Regions from separate parts of the Mus musculus genome. Here regions 1, 3 and 4 are each linked to region 2. The links are chromatin contacts, called in public ChIA-PET and HiChIP or PLAC-seq maps. All regions are on one chromosome and are shown on one strand. The core of a region is the stretch at or near the end of the contact, and the rest is flanking DNA. Distances in the headings are between cores, read along the strand shown. Region 1 holds the start of Cnot8 (CCR4-NOT transcription complex, subunit 8). Region 2 holds the start of H2aw (H2A.W histone). Region 3 holds the start of Larp1 (La ribonucleoprotein domain family, member 1). Region 4 holds the start of Olfr222 (olfactory receptor 222).

Region 1 (2,700 bases), core at 88-2,587, 850 kb after region 2:
GCTTAGCAGTTGAGAGCACTTGCTGCTCTTCCAGAAGACCAGAGTTTGGTTTCCAGCACCCATGTGAATTGGCTCACAAATGCCTGTAACTCCAGCCCCTGAGAATGTTGACGCCTTTTCGGCCTATTTTTTCCACCAACACACTCGTGATATTAATTATAAATTCATACATTAATAAACATTAAACCCTAAAAAAATTATCCTTCAAAATTCTTCAGGAAGGTTCGGAGGTTGAGGCTGCGTTCTCCCTTAAAGATTTATTTTTATGAGTGTGAGGGGGAGAGGGTTGAGTGTATCAACAGCTGTGCGATCTCTCCCTTAAAGGAAAATTTTGATCCCATGCAATGTTTGCCTCACAGGCTGGCTTTAAAACTCGATCCCCAAACCAAGCTACATTTGAAACTACAAAGGGAAAGAAAGGGGTTCTCACACACACACACACACACACACACACACTGCCCTGTGTTCTCACACACACAGACACAAAAACACTGACACACACACACACACACCCTAGGCTGCCAAGCAATCTGTTGTGACCGCTCCTGATTATCCAAACTTGGGAGCAGGGTGTCTGTGCACCCAGGTGGGCTCTGAAGAGCGAGGAGTGCGAACGCACGAAACCACGCTCTCCCTGCTAGCCGTGCAGAACTCAGTTCCACTGAGTGTCTCCTGCTCGTCGTCGGCTTTTGTTTGCGCCAGAGCGTCTGGGAGACAATCAGCTTCACTTCCCTGTTCCAGAAGACTAAACAAAAGGCTTTAGCAGTGCAAGACGGGCGCAGGAGGAAGCAGCGGCCCGTTAGAAGAAATGGCAACAGGTCCCCTCTGGAGCGTTCCAGGCCACAGCCCTGGACTTAGACGGCACCCCATCCAGCTTGCTGGCTCCGCGACGGCGGCCCTGCCACGCAAAGCTGCAGCACCCCAAGAGCCAAGCAGAGCGGCCTCTTGCCTCCCCCACCATTCCTTAGGCCTCCAGGCTGGACTCCGGGGACCGAGAGCCCCGTAGCCTCTGTGCCTCAGTGTTCCCGTGTGTAGGATGGGTCGCCACGGAGGCACTTCCGCCTCCTGCTCCTACCGTAAGCAACCTAACCTGCTTACCCTGGCTGGCGGCCCCGCCGAGTGCGGGCGGCAGCGGCCCTTGACCCCGAGCTCTCCTCCCTCTTGCCCCGGATCCGCTCCAGAAACCCAGCTCGACAGGGAGACGTGAGTCCTGGCGCCCAGAGCGGCCGACGATGGGCACCAAACCAAGAGGTTGCACCACTCTACCCGTCCGCCCTCCCGACTCGCCTACTCTCCGCGTCACTCCAGGCGTGCGCGGTCCCGCCGGTCTCGGCTCCGTCCCCCCGTGCGCGCTCAGATACCTACGCCCCGCCTCCCTGCGCAGGCGCAGAGCGAGAAAGTTGGGTTTGGCGGAGGGCGCGTGCGTAAAACGAGGTTTGCCCTGAGGCCTCAAACGGCGTCTAGCAGTGTAAACTTGGTCCCCGCCTAGGTTCTGGAGTATCATGAGTCGCGCCTCGGGAAAGGACGGGATCTAGAACTGGCCCCACTTCCTAACATCAGAGCATATTACGACTGTTGGTTGTAGGTGATGATGCAGGGCACATGGGGTGTCCTGACCCTCGATTACTGCAACCTGAACCCCTCATTCACTGACCATCTATTCACAGAACCCCTTCTGGATGACCATTAGGTAGGGGTGGGAGAGCGCCACCAAACCGAGTCATGAATGAGGTCAGCTGAGCACTGCCTCCCAGAACCTGGACGGCCTAAGCAGCGCTGCTCCGGGGCCTGTGCTGTCCGCTGTGTCCCTGGTATCACTGTGGGTCAGTGCAGAGAGAGAGGGGCCAGTCAGGGAGAGTAGGGGGTTCGCTGGTAGCGAGGCCATGCTGGGATGTATCGCCACCTCGTGCTTTCCCACGGGGCAAGAAGACTAAGACCTCCGAAGAGCGCCTCCCCTCCCCTGGTGCTTCCTCTCCTAGGGGCCGTAGGTAAGCATACAGCAGGTGTCCCCCTTCTGACATCCCGTCTCCCAGTCACTTTGCCCTTTTCATTTTAAACTTTTATTCCAGAAGAAATCCCCAAAATAGGACTTACTGACTAAATGAGAGCTAGCCTTTCAAACTGTGAAATCGCACAGCCAGCTTCTGGGGTAACGATGTCAGGGACAGTTTCTGAAGCCCAGCCTTTGTTGTTTCTCTCCAGGATCTGTAAATAGAGACACAAGACTGTGATGAGGATGAAACCCTAGACCAAGCCACAACCGTCACCACAAAGAACCAGGCCTGGGCAGTCAGTAACTGTAGCTGCGGTGGATTCCCTGCAACAATGTTGATGGGACTAGCTGCAGGGCTGGCCTCTTTTGAGGTGTTCGGGTTGTCTAGGCTAGGTAGACACTGCCTTCCCTCAGTCTGTTCAGTGCATGTCCTTGCTCTGTTCTGTGATTCGATTCAGGAGAGGGTGGACCTAGCATGTGCTAGTCATGTGAGGAGCAGCCGTTGAGTCCTTCAGGAGAGGGTGGACCTAGCATGTGCTAGTCATGTGAGAAGCATGGAATTTGGGGGGAGGGGGGGTTCTTGCCACCAATAGGCCTGGTGTGCTCTGAAAGAGTTGAACAGGAAACACCTGGCTTCCCCCCCACACACACCCTTCACCTAGAGCTTCTCACAGACACTAATTGTATTTCTGGAGGGACTGGAGGGG
Region 2 (2,700 bases), core at 94-2,593:
TAGTGTACAGCAGTTAACAGGGAAGAGGCCCAATTCTGTGCCATTTAAAACGATTTAAAGGTAACTCATTTAACCCCCTCCTCTCCCTTTCCCAACCACGCTCCTGATTTACCTGTAACTCAACCATTCGTCATGCTGCTTAAAGAAGTCACAATCATCTATAAAAGCATGTCCTTAGTATGATGCTGCTTTAAACTTTATGACAAAGGACACTGCTGTACTCTCACACCTAGTTTAACCAGAACCTGACAAATCACTTTGCTCCCCAAGGTTAAGCTACTTAAGTGGATCCGATTAACCAGTTCCAAAGGCCTGCAGGACCACCATGCTCATCTGTAATCCTACCACTAAGCAGGCTGAAGCAGCCTAGAGACCGGCTCCCCACCCCCACAAAGGAAACCAGCAAAACTCCAAAGTTGTAAATCGCCTTGTAACAGAACATTTATATAAACAAGTAGATTTGAAATACCAAGTCTCCCCTCAGAAACCTTTGAAAACCCCGTCCTAACTGGAAGACTTGAACATGTCAATTTAACCCAGTTTCAATAGAAACACTAGCATCTAAACCAGAACCTTATACTAATTTCTATTATTAAGTATCCCCTTAATGTCCAAACACGAACGTTAACTGCAACCTTGTGTCTGACACGGAGTGGTGGGGAGAAACTCGAACGCCTCCAACGGCCCGCAGGCCACCCGCAGATGAAGCCGTTGGTCTCCCTTGAGCTCCCCAAGCGCCGCACAGGGATGCAGGAATGCACGGAAGGAGTCAGGAGAACTGGCCTGGCCAGTAACTGGCGACAGGCTCAGTGTACAGCGCTTTCTAATGAGGTTGTGGGTGGCTCTGAAAAGAGCCTTTGGTGTCTGTAAAAGTCGCACTAACGACCGGTAGGGGCCTCACTTGCCCTTGGCCTTGTGGTGGCTCTCGGTCTTCTTGGGCAGTAGCACGGCCTGGATGTTGGGCAGGACGCCGCCCTGCGCGATGGTCACGCGGCCCAGCAGCTTGTTGAGCTCCTCGTCGTTGCGGATGGCCAACTGCAGGTGGCGCGGGATGATTCGCGTCTTCTTATTGTCGCGGGCCGCATTACCAGCCAATTCCAGGATCTCAGCAGTCAGATATTCTAGCACAGCCGCCAGGTACACCGGGGCACCAGCGCCGACCCGCTCCGAATAATTACCCTTACGGAGAAGGCGGTGCACACGGCCCACTGGAAACTGCAGGCCGGCACGGGAAGAACGAGACTTCGCTTTTGCACGAGCTTTGCCGCCCTGCTTGCCACGACCAGACATCTTCCACTGATAACCAAAAGTACGCAAAAACAGAAAAGAAACCTAGCGAAAACGAATTCGTAAGCGCCAGCAAGCTCTTATATATGATCAGGAGGGAGGCTAGACTGCACCTTCCTATTGGATGCCAACAAGAACCAATCAGAAAAGAACGCGGAGCCTTCCTAATTTGCATATGCCTTACCCCGCGATGACGTAATGTAAAATTGTATTCAATCAAAGGGAGTGATGCCTGATCCTTCATTTGAATGCAAGGCATACAAATATTCTTGCTACAGGGGCGTCCGCGTTTCCGTAGTACAACTAGACATTATGCCTGATCCATCCAAATCAGCTCCAGCCCCCAAGAAAGGCTCCAAAAAGGCGGTCACCAAGGCGCAGAAAAAGGATGGCAAGAAACGCAAACGGGGCCGCAAGGAGAGCTACTCCATCTACGTGTACAAGGTGCTGAAGCAGGTGCATCCGGACACCGGCATCTCGTCTAAGGCCATGGGCATCATGAACTCGTTCGTCAATGACATCTTCGAGCGCATCGCCAGCGAGGCCTCCCGCCTGGCGCATTACAACAAGCGCTCGACCATCACGTCCCGCGAGGTGCAGACAGCCGTGCGCCTGCTGCTGCCCGGGGAGCTGGCCAAGCATGCTGTGTCCGAGGGCACCAAGGCAGTCACCAAATACACCAGCTCCAAGTGAGGCGCGGCGAGGGTGCCCTCAATTCAAAGGCTCTTTTCAGAGCCACCCATACAGTCGTTAAAAGGGTCTTGAACACAGTGCGGGCCACTGACGATTGCCACGCGCCCGAGGCGTTCCCTGACACTGGGTGCGGCCAAGTCCGATTTTTGAGCGAGAAATGTGGGGGTATGGCTGCTTTGCCCTTCCTAAGCGTAGAGTGTGAACGACAGCTGCAGGAGCAGGCAAGGGGCGTGAGTCCTCTCCCCAAGCCTGAAGTTTCGGTGGGCGAGGTCACAGTGAGGTGGTATTCTGGATGTGGGCCCCCTTGGTGGCCTCTGAATCTGTGTTCCCTTTAGCACCCTTTCCATCCTTTTCTGGAATAGAGAGGCGTCTTTAGCCCCTGAAAACTATTCTGACATTATATCATGTCAATAAACCCTGCACTAGCAGTATGCTGGAAACGGGGCGGGGGGAGGGGCGGCACACCGCAAAGCCTGTGTGCAGGAGCTAGGATGTAATTAGCCTGAGCTGCCAGCAAGCAGTTTCAGTGGTTAGGGGATGGGAGGTGGGAAAGAGTTCCGTTGTTTTGAGCAAGAGTTGTTCCCCTAAAGCTGCATAATTTTCTGTGAAGCATTAGTAAAAGAATAATCCACACTCAGCATTTATTTGGAGAACGTCATTAAAAATTTTTTTATTAGATATTTTCTTTATTTACATTTCAAATCCTATCTCCCTTTCTGG
Region 3 (2,700 bases), core at 132-2,631, 950 kb after region 2:
AGAGGATTCGGGAAGGGAAGGAGAAGAAGAGGGAAACTCTGGTACTACAACACCCCCAACCCCATGTGCCCTCTTCCTTATGAAGCAACCCTAAGAGAAATCGAAAGGGCAACCAACGTGCTGGTTTCCCCCAGGGCTAGGCCTACACTTTCCAGCACTCTGGAACCTGAAAGCGGCTAGCTCCGACTTCCTCGGTGCCCAGCTTAGGTTAGGCAACCACACCTAAGCTCCATAGCAAGTTTTTGGTTTTGGTTTTTTTTTTTTTTTTCATTTTTTAAAGTTAAAAGTACCAGGACTCCGACGATCAAACTCAAGGGCCATGCTCACTATCAAACACCCAGGAGTACCCAAGCGGAGGCTGTGCCCGAGTGGTGCGCCACTAGATGCCCACGCCGATCGCGCCCGGCTAGGATTCCCGAGCCACCTCCCACCCGGACTCAGCGGGGGAGGGGAGCCCCGCGCGCAGCTCCGGCCGGCGAGCGCTGCGAACAGTCCTGGCACGGCGCATGGCGCCCAACTGTCACCCGCCCGCCCCGCACCGGCGCGGCCACTCCCTCGCCGCCACACACGCCCCTCGCGTCGCCGCGGGCCGCAACCGGCTCCCGGGCACGCAGGGGCCCGCGCTCCCCACGCTTCACCCGGCTCCCCGAAGCGCAAAGTTGCAAAGTTCAAAGCCAGGCCCAGCTCGGAGCCATGACACATGTTCTCTGAACACGCACTCTCGAGGCGCCGAGACGCATAGGGAGCACAGGGCACACGAGCGGCCCCGCCCGGCCCAGTCCGCCAAGCTAGGCCCGAGGCATGCCGTTGCCACCAACCGCTGCGGCCCCGGTAGCCCCGCTCCGAGGGAAACGCCCGCGTCACTGCGCGGGCCAGTGCCGCGCCGCGCAGACCCACCTGGAGGCGGCTGTCCGTTCACCGCGGCCGGCGGCGGCGCGTGCTTCGTCCACGGGTTCACCTTGGGCGGCGGTGCCTCCACGAAGTCACGCCGGCCGCCGTCCTCGCCGTCGCTCCCCGCTGGGGCTTCCGCAGCTGCGGGTGGCCGCGGGCTCTCGCGCTCCGCGCCGTCGCGGCCAGGCCTGGCGCAGGCGGGCCGCGGCCTGCGGACGCCGCCGTCGGGCTCTCCGCCGCCGTCACCCGGGCCCGACTCGGCCTGGGCGTCGGGCGCCGGCTTCTTCCTCGCCAGGCCGTGCTCCTCGGCCTGCAGCAGCGGGGCGCCCGCCGGCAGCAGCGGCTCCACTTGAGTGGCCATCTGCGCGGAGGGGCCGGGCGCGCCGCGGGCCCCGCTCGAGGCCGCTGGCGGGGCGCCGGAGCCCGGGCCGCGCGGACGCGGAGCGGCGCGGACGGGCTGACGCTGAGTGGCGCGCCGGGCAGAAGGCTCCGGCGCGCCTAGCCGGCCTGGCGGACCTCGGTCCGCCGCCTGCGTCCCCCCGCCCCCGGCCCGGGGCGGCTCGGGGGGCTGCAGTGGTGCGGACGGCCAGGGGGGGAGCGGCGCGGAGAGCCGAGCCAGACCACGCGATCCGCGGCGGGCGGCGGGCGGGCGCGCGCCTCGCGACGCGGCGCGCGAGGGGCGGGGACGGCGCGGCGACGGGCGCGCGCGCGCAGGGCGGAAGGTCCCGCCCCGGCCCCGCCCCCTGGAGACCATTCCTGTGGCGCGGCAAGTGGACGGGGGCGAGCACGTGCCTGATGCAACTTCGGAGGGCGGGGGTGGGGGAGGAGCCTTAAAGGGCCAGCGCCCCAGAACGGTCGCAGGTGGAGCACATGGGACCTGGCCACGCGGCCGGCCCGGCCTGCTAACGCTGGTGACAAGTGTTTCTCGGGGCTCCGCGTTGGGGTCTTTTACTATGTCAGCCCAGACTTGGCTAGTGATGCAGAGGGGTTCTTTGGCCGCCCCCTGTGCGTGGCTTCTGGCCCCACTCCGATGACCTTGGCCCAGCTGCAGCCTGGCCAGAGCACTGGTAATGGGTCCAAGGGAGTTCTTTCCCCACAGGGGCAGCGAGCGCCTCGGAAAGAGAACAGAATTCCCAGTAGTACCCACGCTATGCAGGCCCTCGAAACCCAGTGTTTTATAGGCAGGAAATGGCTTTTCTTTCAAGTCGCTTGTGTTTTTTCTATAGAATTGTTTAGGGTAGAGTTGAACTGACACTTAATTGAGGGACTCAGAAAGCTCTGAGATTTGTATCTTAACCCTGACCCCATTGCAGTTAGTTAGGGGTTATCAGCAGTAGTCAGGTCCACTTCCTGGGTCTCGATTTCTCTATTGTAAAATGAAGGAACCATTTATGCCAGGTGGTTTCAAATTTCTCTGTCATTTGGTTCAATAAATGTTTACTGACTTTATGCTCTGGGGGCCTGCAAAGTTCTTAGAAAGGTCTGCCAATAAACCAGGCTAACAAGCACCTGTCCTCCCGGAATTTACACTGTAAGGTGGGGGAAGGCACAGTAAACAGGAGAAACAAATACTTCATTACAGCGCAGTAGTCACTGTGCTGTAATGAAGTAGACAAGATTGGCTTTTTGTTTGTTTTGGGTTGTTTTTTCCGTTTGGTTTGTTTGGGTATTTTTTTGTTTTTCAAGCAGAGTTTTTGGTTGGTTGGTTGGTTGATTGGTTGGTTGGTTGGTTGGTTTGGTTTGGTTTGGTTTCTGTCTAGTTCTGGGCTCTGATTATCCTAGAACTCTCTCTTTCTGTAGACCAGGCAA
Region 4 (2,740 bases), core at 134-2,633, 620 kb before region 2:
AACTACATTTTTAAATAGGTACAGACAGTGGAAACAGAAACATGTAAAAAGGTGACATCCTCTGCTGCATAAATGACAAGTTTCTCCTTAGCCCTGGAGCTCCATCATGGACTAGTATAGTTATCAGAGGCCACCAGAGAGAGAGAGAGCCTTGACTCTGCACACAGAGGGGCTTTGATCCACAGAGCAGCTTTGATAGTCGTGAGGGGAACTTTTCCAAATGGTTGAGGTCTCCAGGCTGTCAAAGGCTTACTGGGGCCAACTCCTAATGACCTAATTTCATTTTGTCTCCTACCTCAATCCCATGAATCACTGATGGCAGGCAGCTCATTGGTTCCCTGAGAGCAGCGGCACCCAGAAATCAAACTGGCTGTGCTCTTTGTCTCTGTCTCTCTGTCTCTCTATCTCACTGTCTCTCTCTCTCTCTCTCTCTCTCTCTCTCTCTCTCTCTCTGTCTCTCTCTGATAATATCTCCTTGGCAAAGATTTAAATGTCACTCTAAGTATGAAACAAATAGCATCCCAGAGCCAACTGATCTTTTGTCAAACAATTCTAAGGACTTTCTCCCAAGCTCACCATTGTTGCACTCAGGTCTCACTGGGAATCAGTAACAAATCAGAAGGTAAAGTTTTCCATTCCCCCCCCCCCCCCACTCCAGGTATTCAGAGAGCCTGGAACCCTGCTGTTTTACAGTCTGAGTGAGGGACAGAGAAGCCATGGTGAGTAGTCTAGGGCCAGAGCTTCTGTAGTCCTGTGAGCCAGAGCACATCCTCACAGTGACATTGTCACAGTGACATCCTCACAGTGACAGGCCAGGTGTCGTCATCAGAGGTGAGAAGGCTGCATGACTGTGAGCTTATCGAGAGAGTCCCTCCCTGCTCGCAAAGCGCGTCTTCCTGCTTTATTTTACCTCTTTCCTCTATCCTGTCTCTGTCTCCAGAAGACAAAATAAAAAAGCCTCAGAAAGTGGACACTTTCCCATCAACGTGTTTGTGGAGAAGTCAAACACTCCAGGGGCAGTGGGAATCATGGGAGTCATGACTGAACGTGAATGACGCCTGAGGCTGTGTGGAACTCTGGCACCGAAGTCTCTCTATCTTCTCCAGGATCTGCAGCCGAGGCAAGCCTCATCCCCACTCCCACTGTAACAGATGCAGGAATTGAAGTTTAGCAAGACTGGCTTGGTGAAGGTCAGAGTAGGAGGGGGTGTGAGATGCGCATACTGCTGTCTTGACGCCCCATCCAGGGGGCTAAAGAGGGTCAGGCAGGAGGAAGCCTGAGAGAAAGCAGACACCGTGAGAAAATGACTCATTTCATCCCGTGCCAGTCACTCACCCAAACTCTCTTCACTCATCATCGCAGCTCCCAGAAGATGCCTTAGCATGAGAGGTGACAACCACAGCTGCTTCTGGGACACCCCAAAGGACTTTATCCTCCTGGGCATTTCCGACAGGCCATGGCTGGAGCTCCCAGTCTTTGCAGTCCTCCTGGTGTTCTACATTCTGGCTATGCTGGGGAACATCTCTATCATCCTGGTATCCCAGCTGGATCCTCAGCTCCACAGCCCCATGTACATATTCCTCAGCCACTTGTCCTTCCTGGATCTCTGCTACACCACCACCACTGTCCCTCAGATGCTGTTCAACATGGGGAGCTCCCAGAAGACCATCAGTTACGGTGGCTGCACGGTGCAATACGCCATTTTCCACTGGCTGGGCTGCACCGAGTGCGTTGTCTTGGCGGCCATGGCTCTGGACCGCTACGTGGCCATCTGTGAGCCACTCCGCTATGCTATCATCATGCACCGCCCACTCTGCCAGCAGCTCGTGGCTATGGCCTGGCTCAGCGGCTTCGGCAACTCCCTTGTTCAGGTCATCCTGACAGTGCAATTGCCTTTCTGTGGCCGGCAGGTGCTGAACAACTTCTTCTGCGAGGTGCCAGCCATGATCAAGCTGTCCTGTGCTGATACTACGGCGAATGATGCCACCCTGGCTGTGCTGGTGGCCTTCTTTGTGCTGGTCCCTCTGGCCCTCATCCTCCTCTCCTACGGCTTCATTGCTCGGGCAGTGATGAGGATCCAGTCCTCCAGGGGACGGCACAAGGCCTTCGGGACTTGCTCTTCCCACCTGTTGGTGGTCTCCCTCTTCTACCTGCCCGCCATTTACATGTACCTGCAGCCGCCATCCAGTTACTCACAGGAGCAGGGCAAGTTCATCTCCCTCTTCTATTCTATAATCACCCCCACCCTTAACCCTTTCATCTACACCTTGAGGAATAAGGACGTGAAGGGAGCTCTCCGAAGACTCCTGGCAAGGACCGGAAGGCTGTGTGGAAGGTGAAAAATGTAATCCCGGAAGACCTACACCTCTGGCAGAACTCCGCAGCAAGGACTCTGGGGGGTGGGTAGGGTTGTAGCTCAGGGGTGGTACAGCACTTCCTTGGCATGTGGGAAGGACTGAGTTCAACCCCTAGGGCTGTAGGAAATTCTTGGAACAGTAGGTTCTTTGAGAGATTTGAAAGAAAACAAAAAACATCCAAAAGCATTTCACCTTCCGTGTGGTGATGAGGCTCAAAGTCCCGCATCTGAGCGTTAAGTTCCATTCTCAGAGCACAGTTCTAAGAAGCCATATATCTTCAAGAAGCGCTTAAATGACTTGATGCTCACAAGTACTCGTTACGCTGTTTAACTTCTAATTCCCTGGCTCTTCCTGTTTTCTTCCTCTTCCTGTATTTCCTCTCT

The links. ChIA-PET counts read pairs in DNA pulled down with a chosen protein or histone mark. HiChIP or PLAC-seq counts read pairs in DNA pulled down with a chosen protein or histone mark.
Region 1: a contact with region 2 is called in an H3K4me3 HiChIP or PLAC-seq map of bone marrow-derived macrophages, with 5 times the contacts expected there. The contact joins the promoter of Cnot8 here to the promoter of H2aw in region 2. A contact is called at or near these places in 1 of 39 promoter capture datasets (embryonic stem cells) and 2 of 115 datasets of contacts at active chromatin or transcription factors (bone marrow-derived macrophages and memory CD8 T cells).
Region 3: an RNA polymerase II ChIA-PET map of memory CD8 T cells shows a contact between it and region 2, with 16 read pairs. The contact joins the promoter of Larp1 here to the promoter of H2aw in region 2. A contact is called at or near these places in 1 of 39 promoter capture datasets (cranial neural crest), 2 of 484 Hi-C or Micro-C datasets (B cells and cortical neurons) and 2 of 115 datasets of contacts at active chromatin or transcription factors (bone marrow-derived macrophages and memory CD8 T cells).
Region 4: an H3K27ac HiChIP or PLAC-seq map of bone marrow-derived dendritic cells shows a contact between it and region 2, with 8 times the contacts expected there. The contact joins the promoter of Olfr222 here to the promoter of H2aw in region 2. A contact is called at or near these places in 2 of 39 promoter capture datasets (hippocampal neurons and liver) and 2 of 115 datasets of contacts at active chromatin or transcription factors (bone marrow-derived dendritic cells and bone marrow-derived macrophages).

The regions. Positions count from the first base shown.
Region 1 is chr11:58,102,607-58,105,306 of GRCm38.p6, reverse strand. Cnot8 (CCR4-NOT transcription complex, subunit 8) reads right to left here and starts at 1,337. Exons shown (of 7, transcript NM_026949.5): 1 at 1,099-1,337.
Region 2 is chr11:58,953,328-58,956,027 of GRCm38.p6, reverse strand. It overlaps H2aw (H2A.W histone), which reads right to left and starts at 1,343. Exons shown (of 1, transcript NM_178218.4): 1 at 836-1,343. The coding sequence starts at 1,290. The coding sequence ends at 898. It also overlaps the pseudogene H2bu1-ps and a transcript of Trim17 not described here.
Region 3 is chr11:58,007,745-58,010,444 of GRCm38.p6, reverse strand. It overlaps Larp1 (La ribonucleoprotein domain family, member 1), which reads right to left and starts at 1,381. Exons shown (of 19, transcript NM_028451.1): 1 at 898-1,381. The coding sequence starts at 1,252.
Region 4 is chr11:59,570,381-59,573,120 of GRCm38.p6, reverse strand. It overlaps Olfr222 (olfactory receptor 222), which reads left to right and starts at 1,383. Exons shown (of 1, transcript NM_001011789.1): 1 at 1,383-2,339. The coding sequence starts at 1,383. The coding sequence ends at 2,339.